2 separate regions of the Rattus norvegicus genome follow, and region 2 is linked to region 1. The links are chromatin contacts, called in public Hi-C maps. All regions are on one chromosome and are shown on one strand. The core of a region is the stretch at or near the end of the contact, and the rest is flanking DNA. Distances in the headings are between cores, read along the strand shown. Region 1 has its middle 37 kb from the start of Slc36a1. Region 2 overlaps Atox1 (antioxidant 1 copper chaperone).

Region 1 (3,185 bases), core at 293-2,792:
TTGCTCAGGCTGGATGCATCCCAACTCAGTGTGCAGCCGAGGATAACCTCAAACTTCCCATCCACACCCCCCAATCTCCTCAGTGCTGGGTGTGTGTCATCATATGGGGCTTATGCAGTACTGGGACTAGAACTCAGAGCTTCATGCGTGCTAGGCAAGCACTCGACCAACAGGAGCCACATGCCCAGTTCTTGTCAGAGCGGCTCTCAACAGGTCTGAGTGGAAGACACAGAACTATCAGCCAAGCCCCTTACACATGCATGGGCCTCCCTTGATAGAATGGCCCATTTCTCACACCAGTGAACCAACGTAGGTCCACCAAGAGTCAAAGTCCACTGTACAGAGCAGGGCTCATTCCTGGTGTTGTGACAGAACATCTACCATGATCCTATAATATAAAATAATTTAGCTCCTCCTGCCTCAGTCTCTCAGATACTGGAATCACACTGCACATTGCGGAACACGGCAGAAGTTTTCAGGCAGTCTACGTTAGCAATTCTTCCCTTCATGTGTGGTATACACTGTTGTCCGACTGGACTTCTATTCCTCCTATTTTATCCAGTCTGAGACTCCATCCCACACTCAAGGCCAGTCTCTGCCTCGGTTAAACCTCTTTAGACACTCCCTCAAAGACATGACCAGGTGTCTCCTGGGTGATTCTTTTAAAAAGTCGCTGCTATACCAAAGATGGTTTGTATGTTCTTGTAGGATGACTTCTGTGATTTTATGCTATCTTTCATAGTTTTGTTTTACTAATGGGCCTGGGTCTCGCTCAGCTTTTTAGATGAGGATACTCAGTCTTCCACACCACTTGTTGAAAAGACTGTCTTCCCCCCAATGGGTTCCTTTGCTTCTTTACCGAAGTCCTTCTGGAATTCTTCTTTTCCCCGGCAGACAAATACGTAAATAGTATCACATTGGTTACTGTAATGGGTCATATTGCCAACTCGGTGGGACCTGCAATCACTTCAAAGACTGATCCAGTTAAGCCTCTTTGGAAAGTCCTGAGACGTGCCCAGGAAGTGTGTTTCCTGAGTAATTCTAAACCTAGTCGGGATGACTATTAACCGCTGGAAACTGCAATGACAGCTGACTCCTAACAACTGTCATATGAGGGTATCACGGTTAATTTTTTTTAGACAGTGCCTCATGCAGCCCAGGCTGCCCTCGAGCTTACTCTGTAGCTGAAAGTGAGCTTGGAGTGCTTACCCTACGTTCACTGCCATATTCCATTTAGGCAGTGCTGGGACTGCCCATCAGCTACGTCCAGGCCACCAGTCAATTTCTCCCAACACAAGCAAAATCCCTATTCAGATCAAAAGAACTGTGTTTTGGGACCACCGAATTGGTCATGTTCTTACTCCTAGGTCCTCAGAGAAGCACTCACTCAGAGTGGGCCCAAAGCCCCAACCGCCTTCCTTTGTGCACCTTCTCATATCGACCACTAGAGGGCTCCCTGAGCTTAAGAATCAATCAATCCTCTCTTCAAGCCAATTCTCTTGGGCTCTAGATCCAAACATTCTGAGTCTGGCCAGCAGATGTCTTCGCAGTAACACAACAGAGCTCACTGACAGTAGCCACCATCCTACAGCCACTTGTCGATCACTTGCTGGAAGTCAGGCACCTGGCATGACTATTGTCCCAAGTCACCTAACCCTTCTGAAACCCTCCTGACATAGGTTCTGTCATCCCCATTTATGGGGAGGGGGTGAGGCACATCGAAACTAAAATAGCTTGTATTGCCAGTAATTTAAATGCACAAGGTCACTGAGTTCAGGAGTGATGAAGGTCTGCCCTGCATGTGAGTTTATGAAGCCATCTCAAATATAGGAGCCCAGATACAGCAGCAGTGAGAGTAACCCATGGGGCAGGGTTCTGAACTAGGCCAGCCCAGAACTCTAGTGTTAAGTGGTACCAAGAACCAGAGGGTTATAATCTTGAGAGGTGGAAATCTGCTCAATCTTGAGGATCTAGTCCAGGCCTCTCCTGGATCCCTACACCTGTTCTTGAGGACATTAAGAATATCAGCAATCTGGAACCGAGTGAAAAGGAGGGCGTCTGAAGGAAGGGAACAAAGCAAGGACCCCCAGCATGTCATCTGAAGGGCTGCAGGAGGCAGGCAGGGGCAATTCCTGATGAGGAGAAGAGAGAGATACAGCTTGACAATGTGTAAGCAACAGAACATTCCTCTCTGTGTGAGAGAGAGAGAGAGAGACAGAGAGAGACAGAGACAGAGAGAGACAGAGTCAGTCTTAGGGCTATCAAGGATTTCTGGAAAGAGTGAATGTGTTTACTGGAAATATAAAGACACAGATCTTGGCAGGGGCTGGGTGCCATGACCAGAAACCTTAAGAAAATTTTGGAATTATGATAGAGGGACTCAGCCAGAGAAGTCTATGCCCTTTTGAGATAAAGATAAGGGAGAGTCTCAAAGATCTGGCTGGAAAAGAAGATCAGATATGACGCTCTAGGAAGGGGAGTGACTTGCCCAAGGCCCACAGCTGCTTCAGCGCAAAGTGACAGTCACCGTTACGGTGGGACATGGTGAATTGGTGAGCTGCCACTGTGTTAGGGCACTGACCCAGTGCTCATTGACAGCCGTGGCTACCTCCTGAAATGTATGAGCACCCTCTGGGACCTGACTTGTCAAAGACAGTCTAGAATTTTCTCAGATTCTCTGATAAGCCTCCAAGGTCCAGCCAAGGAAATTGCTTGGTGAGATTAACACGAAATTGCTCGGGGACAGGCTCACCCCTAGGGCAGACATTGAGGGGAGAGACACTCGTTTAACCAATGCCTTCAGCAGTTTAGCAGCTAGGCAAGGGGCCAAGTACAGAGACTCATCATCCATGTCATTGATTCCTAGGCCTGCCAAGGACGCCGAGCTCTGTGGAAGCTTCAGTCTCCTGTATAAACACTGTGCTGCTTGCTTGCAACCTAAAGAGGTCTTCCTACATACTGCCTGTCCTCTCTACCTTGTTTCTCATACCTGAGATCATGTGGATGAGAGCCGAGGGAGCCACAAAGCCTGTTCATCCTCGATAGTAAGTGCAATGTTTCCTACTAGTTCCGATGTTCAGTTGGTCGAATCTGCAGCTGAGGTACCTATAGACCAGGGAGGGTTGATGGAGCCACATCGGCCCCTAGCACAGCCAGGCATAAGGCTAATCAGATGGCCAAGGAAG
Region 2 (3,185 bases), core at 485-2,984, 200 kb before region 1:
ATGGTTCAGCAGGTTGAGAGTGTCTGCTGCCAAGCCTGACAATGGAGTTCAATCTCCAGGACCCATGTGGTGGAAGGAGAGAACTGGGTCCCTCAAATTGTCTTCTGCCCTCCACACATGCACACACACACACCCCTTAAATAAATAAGTAAATAAAAGTTATTGTTTCCCCTGCCTTTTATGGCTATGGATTTGGTCCATGTCCAGGAATGCTCCAGCATGGAGTCTGGGGTTCAGCTTTGCTCTAGTTCAGATGTGACTTGGACATATTTTATGTGTCTGAGATTTAATCTAGGAAGGAGACAAACCCCTCTACTCTGCCCTGCTGGCTTTCCTGGTTCCTGTGCAGCCTCCTTAAGGCTTGTCCTCTACAACAGCTTTTGCTGTGCTTGGGGCCCACATCCAGCATGGTCCAGCATCCCTGGGTTTTGTGGATTGGGTGAATGGGTGGGACACTGGCCTCCATCTCTCCAAACAACCTTATTGTGTCTTGGACCTCCATGTAAAGGTTTTCTCTACTTTTAAAAAATCATTTTTGAAATAGAGCTAACCCAGGCCATCTGGAAGTGGCAACAATTCTTCTGCCCTAACTCCTCAAATGTTGTGATTACAGGTTGAGTCCCCAGGTAGTCGTCCACGTAAGGCTGTGTGTGAGCTCCAGGAAGAAGGCAGAGTGGGTAAAGGCACCTTGTATGCAAGCCTAAGAGAGCTGAGTTTGATCTTCTCCTAAAGGTGGAAGGAGAGACTAAACCTGCCCTGGGCCTTCACACACACATATGGTGACTCGAATACTAACACCATCCTTAGGAAAATGTTTATTTAGCTGGGTGGTGATGCACAGACCTTTAATCTCAGCCGAGAAGCAGAGGCAGGCAGATTTCTGAGTTCAAGGCCAGCCAGGGCTACACAGAGAAGCCCTGTATCAAACAAACCAAGCAACAAACAAAACAAACCAAAAGGGTTTGTTTAACTATGGAAAAAGTTGTATTTGATAAGCATGGTCTCTGTGGAGAGGAACTGGGAGGAAGGAAGAACAGCCCCCGTAACTAAAGTAGCGCCTGCTGGTGGCAAAGTGCGGGTTTGCTCCTTGTGGCTTTTGTTATCAAGGCGAAAATGCAGTTGACGTGATATAGTTAGCCGTGTTCGTGGGCGCCATTCATAAGACTATGCATTTGTGGTGGAGCATAACCACACCTGTACCTACTTCAGAACATTTTCAGTGTCTGAGAAAAATACCTCATGTCCATCAAGCAGTGGTTCCTCAGTCACCCCCACTATTTCCTCTGATGGTGCCAGTCTGCTTCCTGCCACTCTGGGAGAGCCAAAACTCTCAGAGATTCCCTCTGCCTCCTGAGTGCTGGAATTAAAGGAGTGCATCACCACCTTCTGGCATTTTTTTTAATTGTTGTTGTTGTTATTAATGAAATCGTGTAGTTCAGGCTGGCCTTGAACTCCTGATCCTTCTGCTTCTATCTCCAGTGTTGGTATTACAGAAGTCAGCCAAGCCTAGTTCTCTGATTTTTCAGTCTGGGAGTGCCAAACATGTATAAGCTCTGTGTGGAAATAGTCCGCTCCTGCCCCTCACCCAGACCCAAAGTTCCACATCTGGTTACTTTGTAACAGACTAACCATACAGAGTTTCACCTTTGCAGGCACCAGTAACCATGGGCAGTGCAGAGAGGCTGCCACAGACTGAAATGCAATGTTTCCCATTCACAGTAGGTGGCGCCATTGATCCGCCTTATTTTCTCTTTCTCCTAGACTGTTGATCTGGTCTCCCCCGCTGATCTGGAACACCAACTGCTCAGTCCAGCTCCGCCATGGAATTCCAGCCCAGACAGGCCTTCCCTGCTGGCTCCCTGCCAGCTTCCTTGCAATTAAAGTCAAGCTGCATTTGTTGATGAAGTGTCTGTTGTGTGTTCTTGGTACTGCTTGCTCATCCACAGGATGGCTGCTCTTGCTTGCCTTTGTTGCTAGGGCTTCCCATTCAAGGTCAGGTTCCCAGCACACACCCATTCTCTGCTGTGTGATCTTGAGCAGCCTACTGCTCTCTCTGAGCCTCTCTGCAATGGGAATCACTGGGCCAGATCAGTGATTATCTTCTCACTCTGTAGACTCTGTATTGGAAAAGCTACCAAGTGAACTGAATGTAAGAGAGGAGACTTGAAAGCAGTTAGAAAAATGGGAAGCCACCGTGAAGACAGGCTACTCCGGTAGGGTTTGGGCTCCAGCACCTCCCAGCTGTTTTACTTAACCTGTCAGTGTTCAAGCCCTGAGAGATAACAGTATCTTCAGCAAATAGGTGTGATCCTTATATAGACACAATGAGTCACTGAGTGTGAACTATTTGGAGTTATCCCCCAGCACCCACTGCTCACTAACATTTCCATATTTCATGGATCACAGATGGAGGACTCCTATGTCCTCCCCTCCCCCTCAAAGACCTCCACTGCCTTTACAGAGCTGCTTGGCGAAGCAAGGCTGTGTTTAGTCTGTGTAGCTTTGTTTGTTTGTTTTGTCTTGTTTTTTAAGACAGGAATTCTCTTTGCAGCACTGGCTGTCTTGGAATTTGCTCTGTAGACAGACTGACCTCAAACTTGGATCCTCCTGCCTCTGCTCCTGAGTGCTGGAATTAAAGGCGTGTGTCACTACTTTTTAAAAGTTGTGTAACTTAAAAAAAAAAAAAAGCCCATGGGTGTGAGGTATTGAATTGCTGCCAAGCTGGGAACCAGAGAGATGGCCCAGTTGGATCCCAAGACCATACAGAACACACTTGGTGTCTGAGATGCTTTTGAACAGATTTTAGATGTCAGACCATCTTGACTGGATCAAGGGAGAAATTGATGATCCTGACAGTCATTGCCCCTTGACCTAGGCTGGGGTCCAGGAGCTGGAAAGAGGAAACTAGGTCCACCTCACAAACGATGTGGAGTTTTCTGCCCACTTATACTGAAAGCCAGAATTCCATTTTCCCAAGCCAGGAGAAAGCCATGCGACTGTCTACAGCTGTCTGCTGTGCATAGGAAGTTTGTAAAGTGCCCATTGCCCACTGTTCTTATGAGTCAGTGCATCACTATGTGGCCCTGGTTATCCTGAAACTCTGGAGAAGTGCCTGCTTCTGCCTCCCACGTGCTCGGATTAGTGGCATGTGCCACCATGAGTAAGTATGTGTACCTGCAAGTGTC

What was found. Hi-C and Micro-C count contacts between places; a contact is called where the count stands out from the background.
Region 2: a Hi-C map of the A7r5 cell line shows a contact between it and region 1, with 10 times the contacts expected there. The contact joins two enhancer-like sites. A contact is called at or near these places in 8 of 12 Hi-C or Micro-C datasets (the A7r5 cell line, the Rat2 cell line, Schwann cells and 4 more).

Annotation. Positions count from the first base shown.
Region 1 is chr10:39,860,613-39,863,797 of GRCr8, reverse strand. No RefSeq gene overlaps it. Among named protein-coding and RNA genes, the nearest start is that of Slc36a1, 37 kb to the right of the region's middle. Within about 2 kb of position 1,542, at least 2 of the 93 cell types and tissues checked have an H3K27ac peak or open chromatin away from gene starts, as enhancers often do.
Region 2 is chr10:40,064,245-40,067,429 of GRCr8, reverse strand. It overlaps Atox1 (antioxidant 1 copper chaperone), which reads left to right. Exons shown (of 4, transcript NM_053359.2): 4 at 1,762-1,905. Among named protein-coding and RNA genes, the nearest start is that of Atox1, 15 kb to the left of the region's middle. Within about 2 kb of position 1,734, at least 12 of the 93 cell types and tissues checked have an H3K27ac peak or open chromatin away from gene starts, as enhancers often do.